2 separate regions of the Sus scrofa genome follow, and region 2 is linked to region 1. A link is a contact called in public HiChIP or PLAC-seq data. All regions are on one chromosome and are shown on one strand. The core of a region is the stretch at or near the end of the contact, and the rest is flanking DNA. Distances in the headings are between cores, read along the strand shown.

What was found. HiChIP or PLAC-seq counts read pairs in DNA pulled down with a chosen protein or histone mark.
Region 2: a contact with region 1 is called in an H3K27ac HiChIP or PLAC-seq map of alveolar macrophages. The contact joins the promoter of FAM177A1 here to the promoter of CFL2 in region 1. A contact is called at or near these places in 1 of 5 promoter capture datasets (fetal liver) and 1 of 2 datasets of contacts at active chromatin or transcription factors (alveolar macrophages).

Annotation. Positions count from the first base shown.
Region 1 is chr7:65,089,249-65,094,180 of Sscrofa11.1, forward strand. It overlaps CFL2 (cofilin 2), which reads left to right and starts at 1,879. Exons shown (of 4, transcript NM_001025215.1): 1 at 1,879-2,053; 2 at 2,166-2,473; 3 at 2,595-2,671; 4 at 2,755-4,203. The coding sequence starts at 2,051. The coding sequence ends at 2,867.
Region 2 is chr7:64,805,547-64,810,478 of Sscrofa11.1, forward strand. It overlaps FAM177A1 (family with sequence similarity 177 member A1), which reads right to left and starts at 2,898. Exons shown (of 5, transcript NM_001190218.1): 1 at 2,681-2,898. The coding sequence starts at 2,845.

The DNA of each region.
Region 1 (4,932 bases), core at 629-3,128:
TAAGGTAGAAATGATAAATGTTAGGATAAAAGGTAGCATAAATCAACCCAAAGTAATGAAATATTTTATTAAATCTTCCTTTTATTATACATAAACACATAAAATGTTTCATTTAAAACATTTTCACTATAAACTTACAAAGCACTGAATCTTTATGAAAAATTTCTTCAATGTCTAAAATGACAATTTTTTTCTATGATAAATGCGATGTATAATTTTAAGTATCAAAAAGGTTTAGAGAAGAGCCTTGGCTCCGTTATACGGGCTTTGCTAGAAGAGATTGCAGTTGCCAAGACGGAGGAATCTCTACTCTTGGGTCCACTTATTGACGCCAGCTGTCGTAGCTGGGGCCTCAGGAAGAAACGACTACTAGCAGAGTGCAATCCATTTCCTACGAAGTCTAATATATAAAAGAATTTTACCAAGGAATGTTACTACCCAATTTTCCCCCTATTATTATTTGAAACGCAGACTTTTGGAAAGTGATTTCTCCGTCTCTATTTGTCATTTTGTTTTTGCTCATTAATTCCATCAATTGCGGGGGGGACCCCCCCATAGTGTTTATTCTCATTGAATTGGAGGAAGGAGATCTAAACAATTCACACCATCTCTTAAGGGGTTTTCTAAAAAAGACCCACAACGTAGGAATCCAGCTCCTTTCGGTGGAAACCGCAGGCGAAGGCGAGACCACCTCGGAGAGCGGTTCCCCACAGACGCGCCCGCGCCCTCGCTCTCGGGGAAGCAGTGTAGAAACACCCCTCAGGGAGCTGGAGGACCGGACCACTGGTGCCCCGGGGTAGAGGCCTCCTCGCCAGGTCCCGGGGCCCCGACCGCGGCAGCCGGGCCTGCAGGGCGCGAGCGGGGTCAGGTCGAGGACGCGGGCGGGGCCGAAGGGCCGGCCAGGGGCGCGCCCACGTGACCGCCCCGCCTGCGCCGCAGCCCCCCGAGCCGTCGCCGCCGCCTCTCGGGCCGCACTCCCGGCGTGCCCCGCACTCGCCGCCTCCCGCCCCTCCTTCTGCTCGCATCGCCACACAGCCGGAGCCGAGCCGCCGCCGCCGCCGCCGCCGCAGTCTCAGCCGCGGGCACTATGGTAAGGCGGGAGCGCCGGCCGGGGACCCCGGCGGCCAAGGGGGCCGGGGCACGGCGAGCATAAACCCCCGCGCGGCCCCGCCGGGCCTCGGGCCTGAGGCCGCCATTTTAACCTGATTTTGGCCTCCAAGGTGGGCGCTGCGGCCCCGCTGCTCTCTTCCAGCCGGCCTGCCCTCCCGCCGTCAGGCCCTGCCCGGCCGCTCTCCGGATTCCTGGGGGCAGGGAGAGCCCGGGCGCGGGGCGGGGGGCGCGGGGCGGGGGCTGGAGCCTGGGCCGGGGGGCGGCGGCCGGGGGCGCCGGAGGGTCCACTGAGCTTCCTCCCCACCCTCCCCGCCTCCTCTCGCCGCCTTTGCCTTCCGCTACCTAATTTTACCCCGCACGCGAGCTCTCAAATTGGTACGTGCTGTAAAGCCCTTTCTGGAGGCTTTCGGTGAGGGTCTTGATGGCCTGTCATAAAACCCTTAGGGGGAGATTAAGGAGGTGGGAAAACTCTTAAAAATGCTTTCTCGCTGTAAAAAGCTTTTTACACGCGATCCGATCCGTTAGTTGTGAAGTGTCTGCCTTTGAGCTGTGAGGCAATTATGTTGTAGCCGTGGGCGGCTTGGAGTTCACACTCGATTCTCTTTCCATATGAGGAAACGGCACTGGCTAGGATGACTTTAAAGAAAAAAATAGTAGAAGCATTAACTGAAATCCAAAAGTGTTTTTTTAAGGCCTGCTGGGTTGACACAATACAGAAGGTATTTTTGCTGCTGTTCCTGAAGCTCTGACATCACCCAGTGAAATAGGAAACATTTCAGGGATGGGACAGCCTGTATTTGTCCCTTTCCCTCTACCTTCCAGTTACTTCACCTCCAAACCCCTTTTTAAAAGAAGGATGAATGGGGCAGGATGAGTTAGAATCCTTAGGTGCATCAAGGACTGGTACTTAAAATGTGGCAAATTTGATTGGACTACTTGCATGGTATGATGCAATTTTCGATGTCCAGACTAAAGTGAATCCTCCCTGGGCAAACAGTAATTTCGGTTAAAACCAAAATGTGTGCACTGAATTGCTTTTCTTTCTTTATTTTCAGGCTTCTGGAGTTACAGTGAATGATGAAGTCATCAAAGTTTTTAATGACATGAAAGTAAGGAAATCTTCTACACAAGAAGAGATCAAAAAAAGAAAGAAAGCAGTTCTCTTCTGTTTAAGTGATGACAAAAGACAAATAATTGTAGAGGAAGCAAAGCAGATCTTGGTGGGTGACATTGGTGATACTGTAGAGGACCCCTACACATCTTTTGTGAAGTTGCTACCTCTGAATGATTGCCGATATGCTTTGTACGATGCCACATACGAAACAAAAGAGTCTAAGAAAGAAGACCTAGTATTTATATTCTGGTGTGTAAAAACAAAAGAAAAAAGTACTTTTAAAATGCAAGGATTGTTATTAACAGAGTCAGTTTTGCCTTTGTTTTTCTCTTAAGTGGGAGTCAACAGTTTTTTTCTTTCTTCCCTATAGGGCTCCTGAAAGTGCACCTTTAAAAAGCAAGATGATTTATGCTAGCTCTAAAGATGCCATTAAAAAGAAATTTACAGGTACAGACATTGAATATTTTGTACAGAGGAACTGCTCTTTCTTAGTAATGATAAAGTAATGGGGTAATGTGTTTTCTTTTTAGGTATTAAACATGAGTGGCAAGTAAATGGCTTGGACGATATAAAGGACCGTTCAACACTTGGAGAGAAATTGGGAGGCAACGTAGTCGTTTCACTTGAAGGAAAACCCTTATAAAATGACAGTCAAGTGCCATCCGGATCTTAAGGAGCTTCCATTTCTCCAGCTCAGTCGATTGGAATAGTATTAGGTGTTTTTTGTTTTTTTTTTTTCTTTCTTCTTTTTCCCACTGGGTCCTTCCAACACAGTGAATGAAGGAAATACCATTCATGTAAGCAGCCTATCAGTGATTGCCATTAGACTGTTTAATACTGTTACTTTTATGTAGAACCCAAGGAATGCCTTCCCCTCATATTTTAGCCAAAACAACTGATTACATGCCTCCCTTGCAGCAAGCACTACAATGAATGTGATTGTCAATGTGAATAGTTTAGAATACTGCAAAGGGTTAAGCTAATTGAATGCCTTGAAAGCATTATCCACTGGTAAGATGGTAAACTTTATTCAGTATTATTTATAGTTGCACTTGATCGCAGTTCTGTGAGGCTCGAGCATTCATACACCTCACCTGCCTTGGCAAGCCTATTTTTTGTGACTTGGCAGCACGGATATAACACTATGCATTGAAAGCACTTTTTTTGTAATGAGTTTAATCTCCCACCTCAAAAGGAATGCCAATTAAGTTGTGCTAACTGTGTCATCAGCTTATCCTAGTACCTCAGTGTTCATTCCTGTTACCTGCGAATCTTCCTAAAAGAAATAGCAATTATTAATGCCTTTTTGTTTTCCATTGAGTATACACTACTGAATAAGTGTAGGAGTTTTATGTTTACCATGTAAGTATGTAAGTCTTGCAACACTAAAGATATTTTGAATATCAGTCATGATGGCAATTTCTGTATAAAAGAGCCTTAAATGGAACATTGTTTTTGAGATCAACTCCCCACCCTCACAAAAATGGCCACGTTGCAATAAAAATTGTGGCATATTACAGAATGTTGCCTTGTTTTCCTTGGACATTTTGCAAAATACCATGTGAAGCAACTCCTAGGATAAACAGCTATTATTAATCTCTGCACTGGTCATTTAAGAATTTTTTTGTACAATATTCATGCATGATATTTTCCAGTTTGTTGGGCATATTTGGTTTAAAAAAATATTCTATCCTAAATCCAATTAATATAAATTATTATTATTATAGAAGGGTACTTTTACAAGCTTTAGTTATTTATTTCCTTATGTGTTAATATGATCAGGAATTATTTTTTTGCACTTTGACATAAATACTCTTTAATATCTGATTTGTTCTCTGGATAAGTTAGGGTAGTTATTTTTTAATTCACGTTTACATTTCTAAGTTGAGTAGTAGAAGAAGCAGGGAGCTCTTACTGCGTATTTAGTCATAAAATAATTTGTAAAATGTTGTCCTTCAAAAGGTTAACAATACTTCTCATGTTTAGGAATTTTCATTTCAGCTACTATTTCTTAATATATTTCATAAATTGGGGGAAAAATGATATAGCTGTCTTAAACATTAGTAGTGGGGTTTGGCTGTGATCCAGACAGCTCTCCTTATAGAGAATTTGATCTGCTCACTGTGAGCAGTTTGCTGTTAGCCAGAGCTATTTATGGCAAACACATGCTTTTGTATCTTGTCATAGTTATCCACAAATGGCAAAACTGGACTTGATTCTACTGGTATGCAAAACAGGCATGCTAGTAAGCAGTGGATTTTAACTTAGAACTTAACCCCATAGCTCTGAAGAATGCTCTTATTAGAAAACAGGAAATGAAAAAAATCCCCCTTTTTTCAGTGTGTGGAAGTAATTTGAGGTTAATGAAATATTATTCCATATTTCAAAAGGTTTTTTCAGATGAAAACAAAAATAGAAGTTAAAGTCTAGGTTTCTGTTTAAAATTATATGAATGGCTTGGAATCTTTTGCACTGAGCAATTTTATTTCAGGCTTCCAGCTGTCCCTGTGAATTACCCTGGACATTTTGATGGCTTTTTGGTAAGGCCAAACTCATAAGTAAAGCATGAGAGTACACTAAACCATATGAGTAACTGATATTTGTACCATGACATTTTTCATTATTTTCTTCATTCTTTGAAAAAATAAGGGACTCTAAATAAGTTATATGGTTTATTTTGTTTTTATAGCTGATTTCTCAACTTTCGT
Region 2 (4,932 bases), core at 1,648-4,147, 280 kb before region 1:
CACCAGAGACAATGCCAGACCCTCAACCTGCTATACCACAGCGGGAACTCCCACAATTTTCTTTTTTACTTCCACAGCACCCAGAACTTTTTAAAAATTTGTATTACACTTGGAATTTATTCTGAGTAACCTTCCCCAAAAAGGTGGTTAGCAACATGGGAGTAGGCACAGTGTGTATCCTTCACTGCTGTACCCTTTAGCCTAAAGATCCTGGCATATCCTAAGTGCTTGGTAGCAGAAGTGCTAAATAAATAAATGAACAAATACTGAAATTTTAATTCCTTTAGTAATATTGAAGCTAAGATTCTGGTTAAAGGTCTAGTCGGAGAAGCTGCTGAATGGCCTCACTTGAGACCTAAATCTAAACACAGACCCAGGCTCCTATCTCTGTCTCCTTCCCTTCATGGCATTTGGGATTTCTCAGTTCTAACAACCCAACGAGGGAGTATAGGACAGCAGCCTCTCCTTCCACCCAAGTCTCCACCTCACTGGCCTCTTCCCCTCTTACTTTGGTCAAATCCCTAGACATAGACCTGGGGAGTCCCAGAAATGTTTCTGCTTCAGGAATGTGAATGAGAGAGCAAAAAAGGGATGTTAGAAAACTGCATAGTATGGACCCATCTGTGTAATAAGAAAGACTGTGTATGCATAGGAAATCCCAGAAAAGTACACAGAAACTTAGCACTTTGGGGGAATGTGAATGTGAAGAACAAGTGATGGGGGTATTCCTATGACTTTGTACTTTTGTTCTACAGTCTTCTTTAGGTTTGAGTATTTATTTTGTTTTGTTTTGTTTTAGCCAAGAATGTGAAAATAAGATCACAGCACTAAGCCCCAACAAAAAGACTCTCTTCAAACAACATTTATCTGATAAATTGGTACAGGTATGTATACTTTGCTATTAGAGAGATTCAGAGCTGAAGCAGTAATTAAAGTAATTACAGTAGCAGAAGCAAAATCAAATGGAAAACACATCAAGCACTTTGGACTTAAAGGCTCTGTTCAAGTATACCTGTCAACAACAGGTCTCAACTGAACATAACAAGTGGCTTCCTAAGCAATTAGCATTGCCCCAAATTCCTTCTTGCAGGTTACCTTTCCCCTTCTTTTTTCCTTCCTTTTAGGGCCTCACCTGCAGCATATGGAAGTTCCCAGGCTAGGGGTGGAATTGGAGCTACAGCTGCCGGCCTGCACCACAGCCACAGCAACTCAGGATCTGAGCCGAGTCTGTGACCTGTTGTGAACACCACAGTTCACAGCAACGCCGGGTCCTTAACCCACTGAGCAAGGCCAGGGATCAAACCTGCATCCTCATGGATACTAGTAGGGTTCGTTTCTTCTGAGCCACAATAGGAACTCCCCTTCCCCCTTCTTAAGTAGAAGAAAAAACAATTCCATATAAAGACTAGCATGTGAAAAAGGGTTTTGTTAACACAAACTAAATCTTATTTAAACTTTACTTACGTTTAGGCACCATTCTCTAGGAATCTAAGTTTGGGGGAGATGTCTTACTAACATTCAGGTAGTTAGTCTCAAAAATGAACCTACTGAAAAGCTTTGTTCTCACTGGAAGGTCAGAAGATTTCTACACAGAAGCAACTGGAGGTTTTTAACATCAAAATTGTATACTCCTGAGCTGGTTTCAGATAAAGCCATTTTTTCATTAGTTTTACTTGGCCGAAGATCCCACACTACTACTTCTGATTACCAAATCCAAAATAAAATAAGCCTCCAAACATAACATAACTCCCTAAACTTATGCTGTCCAATACAGTAACCAGCAGCCACATGTGGCTAATGCTCACTTGAAACGCGGCTAAAATAAACTGAGATGTGTTGAAATACACAAAGGATTTCAAAGACTAGAAAGCAGAGAGAATGTGAAATTTCTCATCGATAACTTTCATATTAAATTACATGTTGAAATGTTTTTTTGACAAATTGGGTTAAAATATAAAATTAATTTCAGTTCATATTAACTACATGTTGAAATGTTCTAATAAATTGGGTTACATAAAATTGAATATTAAAATTACGTTCACCGGTTTCTTTTTACTTTTTTAATGTGGCTACTAGAAAATGTACAATTTACAATGCGGCTGGCATTGTACGTCTATTGGAGAGCGCGGCTCTGAGCCATAGTTACCCTTCTGGTGAAATGGGGGTGAACGCCCGCCTCAAGCACAAGTTGTAAGGATTGGGGAGTGGGGGAGGAGCCTGTAAATGCACAGCACGTAGTTGCTATTAGCTAACCAAAGGGCAGATGTCAAGTCAGGCCCTCCCACAACGAGAGACTGAGAAATGATTTTAGCCAGCGTCACCTGGCTTCCAGCTAAAGGACAGCCTTTCGGGGACACGCCTTCTTTCTCTCGCTAGCAGACCTGAAGCTGCAACGTAACCCCTCTAAACACTAGGCCACCCCAGAGTCAGCGGGGCTGTCAGTGCAGGGGTTGCCAAGCAGCGATCCGACTGCAGAAACGTCTGCCCCTTCCCTCAAGCAGATGCTCGGAGCAGAGGCGGGGATACCGCGAAGAGGAGTCTCGAAACGCACCCCCGGCGGACGGCCTGCTACGAGGAAGGCCGGGCAGGCCAAAAGCTGCGGGTGGACGAGGCAGACAGGCGGCTGGGCTCTCCTGGCCTCAGCCTCAGCGTCGCGGCAACCCTGCGCAGCCCCACCTACCTGCCGAGACGATTCCCTGAACGCCGAGGCGGCCGCAGCTCCGGAGACACCCACTGCTTCTCCTCCCTCCTCCCGGTTCACTGGCTCCCGGTCCATCATTGTCGCCGCCGCAGGACTGCTGGCGCTGGCGAGATACAAGGTCACGGCCGATAAGCCCACTTCCATCCTCCGCCTCCCCTCCCAGGCGCCGTCCTAGCCCGCTGTCAGGAAGTAAAACTCACCCCTAGCGCCCGCCTCGCGCCGCGCCCGAGCTCACCACTGCGGGAGGGGCGGGGCGGCCTTGAGGTGGGGCCGGCCTGAGGGGCGGGGCCCACAGGCGCCCCGCCCCGCAGGCGCGACACAGGGGCTCTAACTGAGGGCTGTCTGAACCGCGCAACAAATGGCTCCTGCGGGGCGGGGCCTTCTGCAGTACCATATCCGGCCCGGCCCACGTCCGGAGCTTGCTGCCTGGCACCACCAGTGACGTCATAGCTCGTACCTGAACCTAGAGGCCAGGCTTTGGGATTTCCGCGCAGCCACTCATCAGATGCATCCTGGGCAGTCACCTCCCAGGCCTTGGCTTCTGCACTCATGAGAACAGCTGCGTAGGGTGCTTCAAAGGCTTGTGATGAGATGTGGTTGCTGAAAAAAATTTTTTCTTTTTGCACTCGAAAATCTTTTTTTATTATAGTGTAGTTGACTTACAATGTTGTGCCAATTTCTGCTTACAGCAAAGTGACCCAAACATATCTTTGAAAAAAAAAAATTTAATAAACGGCTCATGCTAAGTTTTCCATTTCTTACATGGATGATAGTCTAGCCAAAATACCTTGAAATAAGAACCCCAGGAGTTCCCATCGTGGCTCAATGGTTAAGAATCCCATTAGGAACCATGACGTTGTGGGTTTGATCCCTGGCCTTGCTCAGTGGGTTAAGGATCCGGCGTTGCCATGAGCTGTGGTGTAGGTTGCAGACGCGGGTTGGATCTGGGGCTGCTGTGGCGCCGGCATAGGCCAGCAGCTACAGCTCCGATTAGACCCCTAGCCTGGGAACCTCCATATGCCGCGGGAGCGGCCCTAAAAAGACAAAAAAAGAAAGAAACTCAAAGGCGAATTTGGTTTACCTTTGTCTGAAGTACTTAAGTATATGTCACTCTAGAAAAAATTAAGTGAGACCTGAAGGAGAACAAAGAGTAGCAGCAAACTTCTGTGTTAACGAATGTGAGGAATGATGTATTATCTATTTAGGGGGTTTTGTGTGTAAGAAGGAACATTTCAGACTTTTCCAATTTTTTCCCAATGTTCAACCAAATTAAAAAGCCATGATTGGAGTTCCCGTCGTGGCGCAGTGGTTAATGAATCCGACTAGGAACCACGAGGTTGGGGGTTGGATCCCTGCCCTTGCTCAGTGGGTTAACGATCCGGCGTTGCCGTGAGCTGTGGTGTAGGTTGCAGATGCGGCTCGGATCCAGCGTTGCTGTGGCTCTGACGTAGGCCGGTGGCTGCAGCTACGATTCAACCCCTAGCCTGAGAACCTCCATATGCAGTGGGAGCGGCCCAAGAAATGGCAAAAAGACAAAAAAAATAAAATAAAAATAAAAATAAAATAAAAATAAAAAACTAGTTGGGCGTTTATTGTAGTTTTAGTATGAGAGTTTTCACACAATTTTCACTAGTTGCAGAGGTCGAAAGTCAAATACATCATTTTGGCCATGGAGAAGGAGCTTCATTTGATACTTTAAATTCCATTTTCATGCCAAAGTTGATAAATTCTCCCCAAGGTTATGGCCTAGAATATCTTCTATTCAGCATGGCACCAGCAGGACCAAGACCCCTACAACCTTAACTATTCCTTTCTCTCCTGTGCAAAAGTTCTTTTTCCTTACTCTCTGCTTAATATTTTTGTATACTTTCTATCCTGCATCTAACTATGACAACCTAAAAACCAAACCAAAAACCTTAAAAACAAAAAGTTATTTGAAAGCCATCTATATTTTTTAAATTGTGTGGAAATTCTTAGTCTATATTCTGGTAATAAAATCAAATTAGTGTGTTGCTAATGCACACAAATTTTAGTAACATGATCTGGTGCTGTTTGCTGGCATTAGCAAGGGATTGAGACAATCCAAAACAGCAAAAACAAACTCTGTAATAAATTGAAAAGAAAAATAAAGAACCAATTGTTAAAGGCTTCATGAATTGGCTTTCATAAATAAAATGGCTCTACATTACATGTGCTCAAAATCCCTTTCCTCTTACTGGCAAGAAGGGTAA